2 separate regions of the Mus musculus genome follow, and region 2 is linked to region 1. The links are chromatin contacts, called in public Hi-C maps. All regions are on one chromosome and are shown on one strand. Each heading gives the region's core, a stretch centred on a gene start, on an enhancer-like site or on the middle of the called end of the contact. The rest is flanking DNA. Distances are from core to core; before and after follow the strand shown. Region 1 overlaps Rabl3 (RAB, member RAS oncogene family-like 3). Region 2 overlaps Fstl1 (follistatin-like 1).

Region 1 (5,832 bases), core at 170-2,669:
CTTACCACAACTGCTTAATTTGAAGGGCACACAAGCAGATGTATGAGGAAGTTGCACACTGTAAACCAGGAATGTGTCATAAGGACTGATGTATATAAAGTCTTACATATAGAAACTCTGTGATAGCTAGCTTAATTAGAACAGAATGCTAACGAGCTAGGAAACAACGCATATAAACCAATTCCCACTCCCCAGAACAAGACCTCGCCCGCAGCCTCGGAGGTGGAGATGAGTTATCGATGCTCATAAGCAGGATTGCCACGCTGTCAGTACACTGTTGTTCAGGTGTGCAGTGCTGACTGAGCCAGTGGCCAGCACTTGGAGGGCAGCTGTTCTCCAGATGCAGTTGTAAGGTTTACAGGTATCACATCACACGTAATGTAGGTACTTCTAGCTCCATTTTAAAGATGAAGTCAAATAAGGCGCTCCGACTATACAACTTAAGTCCCTTTCCCACTTGATTACCCTTCAACTAAGATTTAAAATGAAGGTGCTTTGAAATCATTTATATCAACAGTTACCCAAAGCTCACTGCATAGTTATATTACCAACAGCACCTATGAATGTTTATAATGACTGCTCTTCAAGTCAGAGCTTTGTGCTCAGAATGCTGGCAGGAGCTCACTGTTAATGCTTTGTTTTGTAATGTGGTACTGAGCCTTACACATGAGAAACACTTTACCACTGAGCTGGAGCCTCCGCCAGATCATTCAAGTGAGTCTGATACCTTTTGCTCAGTGAATTAACATCTGTAAACATTGCCTCTACCTGTCTGGTTCAGTCTCTGCCTGCCCTCCATTGTTTCTTATATTTTATTGTACAGTGGAATGTGCCCCCTGTTTGCATTTACCACCATGGAATGGTCAATGTAAATACCCCGGTAGTCAGTGTTGGATCCTAGTGCTCAAGTGGCTCCCTACCATATAGATTATAAAAGTGTGCTATCTCTGTAGATTAGTGCTGCAGTGACTTTATTTGCACATTATTTGCCATTAAATATGCATGTTTAGTTCCAGTAGTAACTTGAATATGTTTCTGAATGTATCTTTGTCTAGTGCCTACTGGTGTCTCTGACAACCAGCTAGACACATTATTTGTCCTTATCTTACAGAGGCTAGGCCGGCTTCAGCTGTTAGCAAAACCAAAAGATAAGCAGTAGGACAGTCTCCCAAGGACTTACATATGACATGTCTTTAGTTTGTCAGTGTGTCCTTTCACAACACAACAGAAACAATACTAGAAGTGGCTAATGAGGATACAAAAAATTAAAGTGCAGGAAGGCAGATGAATATGAGAATTGAAAATAGAGTCAGACAAGCAAACGTAGAACCTCAAACTGAGACTAATATGGTGGTAGCATTAGTGCTAGCTCACCATTACGCCTACAAAGAAGCCTGAATCCAACACACATGTATCAAGAGTGGAGTCAGGATTTCTCTATGCCTTTGTAAATGCAAATTATTTAACTAAAAGTAGGCACTAGGGTTATTACGTATATAGTCTATTTTCTCATGTGTGTTTATTTAGTTTCTGGTCGTTTTCCACATTCACACAAGCTGTTTAGAGCTTCTGATTTTCAGGCTCTCCCTCAGCCATGATCAATGGCAGATGGCTTTTTCAGCTCCAAAATTTTCATCCTAAAAAGGATGTAGTTTCAGATTTCCTGCTCAACCTAAATTGTGGAGCCCAGTAGTTAATTTTATGGGGGAGATGGCAACTTGTTTGATTGCCATTTGATTTAGGGTTTTTTTTTATTTAGTAATTTTAACTCTTACTTAGAGTCGTCATTAAATGTTCTGATGAGGTAATCAATAACCATTTCGCAAAACCATCTAATGCAGGTCTAAGGTTGATTTCTCATCTGTCCCAACTGGTACAGAAATGTGTTCAAACATTATTGCAAATTCAGCAGTGTGTACACGGTGAGATACCCGGGTAGTTAATCCACACATGGGATTATCTGTATTAAATTAAATGTTTCTGTGCTTGAAAATTCAGTCTGATAGCATTTGTAACAATGAGAAAGAGAACTGATGCCCCAGTGCCTGCTGTGTGACAGGCGTGCAGTACCTCTTTGCATTTCACAAAACTCTGAATAGAATCATCTCCGTTTCACAAATGAGTAAGCCCAACTTTAGAGCCATAATGACTTAAGCAGGGTACACAATCTGGAAACGTTGGCACAGATACTTGAAGACAGAGATTACTGGCCTCCAAGATGCTGATTCCCCTAGTATTTTATGATCTTTGGAAACTATTGTAATTATAAGCAGTTAGCCCCCTTTCCTACCTCCCCACTCCTGGCGGGGGGGGGGGGCGGGGGGGGTGAGAACTGTTATAGTTGCTGCCATTGTTTAAAGGGCAATCCTTGAAATGCTGTGTTGACATTGCTACTAAATGGATTAGAAGGAAATATGTGGGCCTGGCTGTTACAGCAAGAATCATTTCAGAAACTGCTCAAGAGGCACGGAGGGCCCACAGATGCTTGCAAGACACTTATCTTTATGAAGGAGTCTGAATGATACCTGTACAATTTGGTCTTGGTGGCATTTGAGGTAAAGATCAAAGCTGACTCGCTGTTATTTACAAGGTGTTGTGATGACTTAGTGTCCCAGGCTGTGCAGCCTCCTCTGAGCTCTGTGCTTCCTACGTAAAGAATCTTCCTAGATAATATATCTATTATTATCAGAACCAGTATGCCTTTTGTTATATGAAGAAAGGGAGAAATTCCTTACAACTGTTTGTTCTTTGGCTAAATCTTATTTTCATGTTTCCAACTATTATACAGACTGCATAGTTCTTAACTCGTTAAACACTTAGTCCCTGGTCTGCAGTACGTGTTTACATAAATCCTGTTGATGTGATTTTGTTAACATATGCAGGTCACCTGATCAGTCCCTTGGTTTTGTTAACAATATGCTAGTAATTAATGATGGGTGTGTGGAGTTAGTATCCTCCAATATTGCTCAGATGACAGGACTAAATGGCTGCACCTTCTTTGCCTTCCTGCTCACGTATCATAATCTGAGTATTGCTTTGTATTTTGTGAGCATTCCGATGACTTATACAGAATGGCACTGGAGCCTCACTCCTGGCTTTTCTCTGTGCGCCTTTGTCTTCCAGGATTGCACAAACCCACGGTCCTCAGCTGCAGGCTCCTCCAATGCTGTCAAGCTCAGTAGATTTTTTGATAAGGTAATGGCTTCAATTAAGTTATTTTTAAACTTAACATATGATAGCTTAAACTCTTTGTAGAATGCTGTGTCCTTTTGTTCCTTTGCCCAAAACTTCACAGCCTGAATACCTGTTTTGATCTCTCTTATCTGTTGGAATAATTGCTCAAGGCCTGCTGACGTACTTACTCCATCGCTAGCGCTCTCTAAGCAAAGAGTAAAGGCTATTGGATTGAGTGGGGGTTCTTAAAAAGATAGGAGTCTTCCTCAAAACAGTTTATAGTCAGCTGTTGTTTAGTGCTTTGTGTAATTACGTCTCTCCAGAGGCACCGAACAGAGGTTAAAGCCCTTTATTCTCTCAGCTATGAATATTTTCCATGTAAATGTCGCTATTACTTTGTAAAGCTAAGCTGTCTCCTGGAGTCTGTTGTTTCCCTGTGAGGAACATCTGCACCCTCCTGACACTGAGCTGGAGCCCTGCTCATCTGCATCTCCAGGCTATGCAGCTGCCTTACCTCCTGCCCATTTCGCATAGCAGCGCAATATAGGACTTTGTTCTGCATGAATTACTGAAAAAAATCATCTCTATGTTAGGTCTAGTCAATGCTGGAAAAATTGCTCAATGGTTAAGAGCAGTTGCTACTCCTTCAAAGGACTCAGATTTAGGTCTCCAAACCCACAGAGAGCTGCTCACAACCACCTGTGACTCTAGCACCAGCGATCCACTACCCTCTTCTGGCCTCTGTGGTGCACATGCAAGCAAGCAGGTACACACACTGCACATATACATATAAATAAACATAAAATAAATAAAGTTTTAAAATTACAGATGTTCCTTATGGAATATATATATATCCAGTAGGGGACTGTGGTTCTCAGAGGCCTACCGTCTAGCTAGGGCCTGGGAAAGTGACAGTCTCTGTTCTCCCTTGCTAGGCTGCACAGATATTAGCCTTTTCTTGGGAAGTGGTACAAGGAACTATATATTCTCTCCATATTGTTTTCAAATCTAAAATGTTGCAGCATCTGCTTGGTTTAGATCCGTGTCCCCATCTAATACAAAACCCTGTCCCTTAAAACAGCATCCTATAGATCTGGGTTTGATCTGGAAAGGCCACATAGTATACGTTTATGTGTTTTAAGTGTTTTTAAAGCTAAGAGCTCTTAAGTCACATCCTAGAGAAACAATGGATTTTAGACTAGCATAGCCTAAGTTATCAGCAAAGCTTCATTCATAAATAGATAGATAGATAGATAGATAGATAGATAGATAGATAGATAGATAGATAGGTTGGTTTTAAGAAAGGAGTAATATGCATAAGAGAGGACTTCGTGAGTTGGGGGTGAACAACTCTCAGCAAAAGAGTAAGCTAGCTTTGTTGTCTAAGTCTCAGTAAAGAATGCATCAGCAAAACGATTGGCTGGTCTTACACAACGTGTACTGAATATGAAAGCAAAATACATGGCAATACAGGTCTGCCCCATTTTCTGTAGAGAAAACCTTTCAGAATGCCAAGGCTGCGTCGACTAGAGGTGGGCTGGGTCCTCCAGATTTTCTTAGCTGGTGATAAGTCTATGCCTGCGTGATAAGGTGACTCTGTCCTGCTGAGAACGAGGAAAGGCATCAGTCCTTTGGGGGCTTCAGGGACTCAGTGTTTCAAGGTGTATGCTAACCAGAAACCAGGTTTTCTACCTCAAAGGCCAATGAGTGCATCTTTGTCCTAGTCTCATATGACTTCAAATACTAACTCAGACACAGTCTCCAGGAGCGAAAACCAGAATAATTTCTCTTAGGCAATTGTGAGCAAGCTTCCCAGGCCTGAAAGGACAGGTTGTGCTCTGTGTCAGAAGGCTTCCCAGCTTCATCCCTCCAGATGCGACTGTCTTAGTCCATCTGCACCTCATCTGTAACTTACTTGATGTTTCCCTTGCAGCAGCACCTCTGCAACCAGTGCAGTGTCTACAGGGATAGACTGGAAATCCGTATTTTTTATACTCTCCTTCATCATCTGAAAGCATGGTCCTCAAACCCATTGTGTTAGGACGTGTGAGTTTCTTCACACGAGCTGTGATGTTTTATAAGATACATCCACTGCTTTAGCCTGTCTTCCCCCTGACAAATTCAGCAAGCCCTGAAAGGACTGCATAAGAATAGCAGCGAAGCCTGTGAGGGAAACCCGCTGACTGCTTGATGCTGTGTGCTTGTCCACAGGCAGGATGCACAGAATCCTCGCTGCTTCACGCAGACCCGTCTTGAGGATTGCAGCAGTGCTGTAGCGATCCTTTAGGAGCCAGCTGGTGGGAAACTCGGCCTGATTGCTGCTAGGGACCTGTTGGGACATTATTCTGTCCTTATTTAGTTTCCATGTGTTACTTATTTCTGAGTTTTGTTTACTTTTGAAGCAAAGTCTTACTTCATAAACTAGAATGGTCTGAAACTCACCAAGTTGCCCAGGCTTGCCTTGAACTCCTAATCCCCCTGGCTCTGCTTCCTGCATGTCGGGATTGACTACAAAGTCTCATAATGATAGAGTGTACACCGTATCCTGTTCATTGGTGAACCCTTCCTTCCTTTAGAAATGAGTAGATAGTAATGGAAATAATCTCACTCTTTCAATCCGGTTAGCACCAGGTTTTAAGATTGTGTGCATGCATGCAA
Region 2 (5,496 bases), core at 1,385-3,884, 250 kb after region 1:
TCCCTGTGCCAGGCCGTGCAGCTGGCCCCTCTGCCTGCAGCACCCTCTCTTGGCTTTACTTGAGAAGGGACTGTGGAGACTCAGGGACTAGGTCAACTTGTGTCCCTTTCGTGACTTGCCTGTCGCTGGTGCTTCCACGGAGCTTTTCTGAGTCCCAAATACTCCTCATTTGTTACATGCAACTGAAAATGCCAACACCTGAACAGGAATGGTGAGCACAGATGTCTGCAGAGGCGCGCACTGTTGTGGGTGCTGAGTTAGCATCAGTATGTCAGCCCGTGGCCTAAGGCCTTTGCAACCCCTGACTAGGTTACTACCTTAGACTTTCTGGCCAGAACCAGCCACTCCACAGAAGCCCACTTATGACTCTAAGGAACTTTCCAACAGCCTTAAGGAATGGCTCCAATACTTTGGCTTCTCAAAGATGTTGGGGTTTAATGGACAGCTTTGAATGGCACAAAGAAATGCTTCCCTAGAGGAAGTGCCCTTCATTTTTGACCTTGACGTCTGTAATCAAGCATACTCACTGTGAGGAGGTGACGGAATGGCTTTGAGCACCACAGAATAGACAGCCTTCCCACACTGGCAGATCCTTCTGCCTGTGTCCCTGGCGGGTCTACCCTCCTCTCCCTCACGCCTGTATTTCTCACTGAAAGGACAGAGCGGGGCTGCAGCAGCCAGGAAGGCTCTTCTGCAATGCGGCTCAGGGCTGTGTGAGACAAAGAGAGAGATTGCCACCTATTGACAGATATATCACCTGCAAAGAGACCGCTTATATAACCAGAGCCTCCTCCATCTCTGCTGTATGAAAGGCCCTCCAGGGGTTGCTGGGCCCTTTGCATTTTGCATCCTGTCAGTTCGGCACTGGCGTACCTTTCCACTGTCAATGAGACAGGGAAGAATGGGGACATGACAGTCCAAGGTGACAGTGACATCATTTCGCAGGGGAAACTGAAAATAAATCACCCCCTGTAGTGACAGTCGCTTCCTGTTACACAGCACATGGCGCGGCTCAGTTAATTCTCAAGACAATTCTAACCTTCAATGTTTTATGTCTGCACCCAAGGAAGGGGGTTGCAAGAGAATACTCGTGGCAGATAAAGAAGGGGGCTGGGTATGAGTGCTGCATATGGGATCTAAACGCCTTACACTTGCTATTGTAACATCCATATTCCCATTATAGTTTCCCTAACCTTAATGCATACGGATGTAAGAATCAACCAAACATAAAGGAATCATTTGCCTTTGGTTGGAGGAACATCCAACTCTATCGCTTTTTGTTACTGGGCCTCTCAAGTCAGCTTTCCTACCTGTAAAAGAGGGATAATATGACTCTGGAATTAGGAACATATAGAGCGCTTAAGTAGCACCAACCATAGTAGGTCACTTTGAGGGAAGCCAGGTGTTTACAAATGGATTCTTAGTTACCCGTGGGCTGAATAGAGGTTTCTCTCTCTCTCTCTCTCTCTCTCTCTCTCTCTTTTTAGTTTGGGGAACTTAGGCAAATTATTTGACCTTTTGGGGCCTCAAATTGCTCGTTTGTAAAATGGAGCTAATAATCATATGCATGCTCTTCTCAGGTTAGCCATGCAGTAAGGTGAAATGCTGTGTGTGAAAACATTCACGTTTTTAATTGCACTCTTCAAGTACTAGTTGTTAGGGTGAAAGAAAAAGGTGTTCTCCTCCAAACATAACGTCAGTGAGCTACCTGTGCAAATGACTTGGGTTGAATTCAGATTCCACATAATAGTGTTTATTAGGAATATTTACCACAGTAGGAGAGAAGAGGGGGTAGCTCATTGGGTAAAAACACTTGTAGCCAGGCCAGAGGGCCAGAGGTCAATCTCTGGAACTCACCCGATGGAAAGAGAACCCCCCCCACACACACACACACACCCAAAAAGCCATCCTCTGACCTCCACAAACTTGCCCTGACTGGTGTGCCCCTCCCACACACCAATAACTAAACAATAAACATGCACATGAGACAAGATGAGGCTCTGAACTCGGCAGGATCTTCTGCAAGCAGCCCTGTAAGGTGTCCCCTTGATCATGCTCGCCCCCTCCCCCACCCACCATTTTCTCCTGCCCCACAGACGAGGAGATGTGTAGTTTAAAGGATCAGAGGGACTAGTTAAGTACACACTGGGAACATTTGAGTTTTTCCTTGAATGCAGACATATGCCAAAGCTCACTGATTTGTGCATTTGTGTATCTTCAGCTCCTGTGATAGGCCCAGGGGTTAAAGTGTTCAGCTCAGGGAAGTTGAAGAGGCCACTGGAATTGTCTTTTATAACAATCAGCACTGTCTTTTTCTATTCCCTTCTGGCTCTGCTTTTTGCTCGGAGACACAGCTCCCACAAGAGGGAGAGCCCTGTCTGTCTGAAGAGTTTGCTCAATTTTATTCCCCCTCTCTGTTTAGGAAACAAAGATCTAAATCCATCCTCCACCCTTCTGGGAATTACTTCCTCTTTTCTTCACTGTCTGCCAGCTTTTTTGAATTCTCCTTAGCAACATTTTAAAAAAAAAAATTAGTTTAGCAACAGCATTTAAGCCAATGAGATCTGAGCATGCAAATGAGTTCTAGACCAATGAGAGCTCTGCATGGCAGGCAAGGGGGCTTATGGGAGACAAGAATAACCTGGAGTTTGCAGAGCAGCCTCCAAGTGGCAGCAGAGCAGCTATTATGGACCCATCACCTCTCAAGCCTCTACTTTGTTTCCGTGTGTGTGTGTGTGTGTGTGTGTGTGTGTGTGTGTGTGTGTGTGTGTGTGTGTGTGTGTCTGGTTCCCCCGTTTAAAACATTTACTGTTACAGTAAGCCTTGTAGGTATGAGTTCTTTAGATACACTGTAGGCAAGGGCTGGAAATGTGGACTTTGCTGTTACCCAAGTCATTCGTAGGCCTCTTCTGTCTTTGTTGTTTTGTAACCAGCTCCAGCCCAGTCGTCTAAGGCCTGGAAGCCTTGGGTGATTCAGCCAGCCCAGCCTGGCGGAACAGAGGCCCCGGGGGAATCCCTGTCTTTGTTTATCCACCACTACCACAGAGCTGGGGGGTGAATGTCGTGGGAGTAAAGGAATGTACCACCAACAAACTGGTCCTATCACAATCCACATGTGGCATACAGACCTTCCTCTCCCTGCAGTTCTGTAACATCTGTCTGAACAGGAAACCTGACCAGCAAGAAGCTTGGGGGCCATACTCTTTTTGGAGTGGGTTTGGTCCTCTTCATCTTGTAGCCTGGGTACACACAGAGAGTGGCTGGATATCATAGCATATCCACATGGTGACCATCCTTCGGTCCTTTCAGATGGTATTGCAGTAAATACCTTGGTGTTAAGATGTCTGGATGTGTCTCCAGTGTTTCCATTTCTTCCTAGCTTAGACTTCTCATCCTTAAAGAGACAGTTAAGGTGTGGAATCTTCAGAAAGGGCCATCTGATTCTCCCATACACCCCTGCTCCCCAGAGCACCCACTGTGGCCCTTCCGTATATGTGTTCCTCCCTGAGAGTCACAGAGTTCATGAGATCAAAGATTGCCCTGTGTAGCTCTAGCCCTTAGCATAGTGCTGGCTTTATCACAAATGCTCAAACCGTATTTTTTTTTAATGAGGAAGGATGCAAGAAAGTCACTCTTCACAGGGGAACAATCTTCAGTGCCTGTACCTGAGCCAGAACAATGCCTGTGAGTCTGATGCTAAAAGATAACTTTTGGCACACGGAAGCCCCAAGCCTGAAAGGTCATTACCACCAATGTTTCATCCTGTGATGGGCTCATCTCAGTAACGTGGCATCCTTTATGATCTGTGTTTTAGGAGGAACCTAGAAGCAAATCCAAGATCTGCGCCAATGTGTTTTGTGGAGCTGGCAGGGAATGTGCCGTCACAGAGAAGGGGGAGCCCACGTGCCTCTGCATTGAGGTGAGTCCTGGTGTCAGGCATGGGGGGTGCTGACTGTTTAGGGGGTCCTTGAGAACTTGCTCAGTAGGAGATGCGCTTGCTGCCATCACAGCCTCAGGACCTACACAGATGACTGGCATGGCAGCAGGAGGCACTGACCGCAGTGCTGGGCGAGAGGAGGCAAATCCATGGAGTTCACTGACTAACCATTCCAGCCAAATCATGAGCTCCAGGCATAGTGATAACTCTATCTCAGAAAGTTATACTGAAAACAACCAAGGACAACACAATATGGATCTTTGGCCTCAATACATACATGAACACCAAAAAAGAAAGAAAAAGAAAAAAAAAGAAAAAAAAATGATGTTAACAAGAAAATAGAACCAGTCTGGTTGTCCATCAGCATATGAACAGATGATGGAAATGTGGGACATATAGACAATGAATAATTATTCAGGGCTGGAGAGATGGCTCAGTGATTAAGAGCACTGACAGCTCTTCCAGAGGTCCTGAGTTCAAAGAGGTCCTAGGGGCTCACTACTATCTGTAATGGGATCCAATGCCCTCTACTGGTGTGACAGTACGCTCACATACATAAAATAATAGTTTTTAAAATGATATAAAAAGAAATATTATTTATCTTTAAAGAAAAATGAAATGTGTAGGAAAATAGATGGACCTAGAAGGTGTACTATTAAGTGAGATGATTCAGGCTCAGGAAGAAAAACAAAACGCATGTTCTCCTTCCCATGTGGATCCTAGACCACACATATAACACAGAGAGGTGTACAGGAGGGTACAGTTGAGGTTGAGAGAGGAAGGGGTGCTACGATGCAGTCATCGGTGAGGTAGGATGGACAGAGGGACGCATGAGTCATGAAAGGATGTACATCAATATTTTGTCTAGTTTCTAGTCTGTCATAGTTTCTACCTTTTGAATTTTGGGTTTATTTGTTTTTGTGCTGCATCTGAAGGAGCAAGAATTGTGTAGTTTTCCATACGAATCCAACGTGTGTCCATCCTTTGAGATAGTGGTTGTGATAGTTGAACAATCTTTGTAATTCCACTGACTGCTGGTGTAACAAGAGGTCACATGGCTAGTCACAAGTATATTCGTCACATTGACCCACTTTGAAAAAGTGACCTAAAAAAAATGTTCTGAGGGGAGACTCTGTAAGAGTAAATGGTTCCTTTTTTCCTTCAACTTAAAACTCTATGAAGTCACTCCATTGCAGTGTTACTTAATATGTAAACTGTATTGCAATACATGAAATTAGGTATGGTATTACATTTTAAACTTTTCTTTAAATTAAAAAGTTACTAATTGTTTGTGTGTTAAATAGCATAGGTATTTAGACATTTGTACTAATGGCGCTCAGTTCTCATTAGTCTTAGGTAACTGGCACTAACAACTTTTCTAAACACTAGACTTTCCCCTATCTATTTTATACAAAATAACATTTCCACACATAGGTCTGTGCAATTTACTTTGCAGCCTTTGGTGGGCCATGGAAGCCACCCATATCAGCATAGATTTTTTTTTAGCTCATTTTAAAACAACTGTGTAATATTTAGAAATGTAAATTTATTCATTCATT

Evidence for each region. Hi-C and Micro-C count contacts between places; a contact is called where the count stands out from the background.
Region 2: a Hi-C map of cortical neurons shows a contact between it and region 1, with 4 times the contacts expected there. The contact joins two enhancer-like sites. A contact is called at or near these places in 2 of 484 Hi-C or Micro-C datasets (both in cortical neurons) and 1 of 9 other capture datasets (adipose tissue).

Annotation. Positions count from the first base shown.
Region 1 is chr16:37,564,197-37,570,028 of GRCm38.p6, forward strand. It overlaps Rabl3 (RAB, member RAS oncogene family-like 3), which reads left to right. Exons shown (of 8, transcript NM_001042499.1): 6 at 3,124-3,195. Among named protein-coding and RNA genes, the nearest start is that of Hgd, 13 kb to the right of the region's middle. Within about 2 kb of position 1,420, at least 15 of the 459 cell types and tissues checked have an H3K27ac peak or open chromatin away from gene starts, as enhancers often do. A contact at or near this core is called in cortical neurons, where this site is marked.
Region 2 is chr16:37,811,892-37,817,387 of GRCm38.p6, forward strand. Fstl1 (follistatin-like 1) reads left to right here. Exons shown (of 11, transcript NM_008047.5): 3 at 3,815-3,919. Among named protein-coding and RNA genes, the nearest start is that of Gm41452, 35 kb to the right of the region's middle. Within about 2 kb of position 2,635, at least 176 of the 459 cell types and tissues checked have an H3K27ac peak or open chromatin away from gene starts, as enhancers often do. A contact at or near this core is called in cortical neurons, where this site is marked.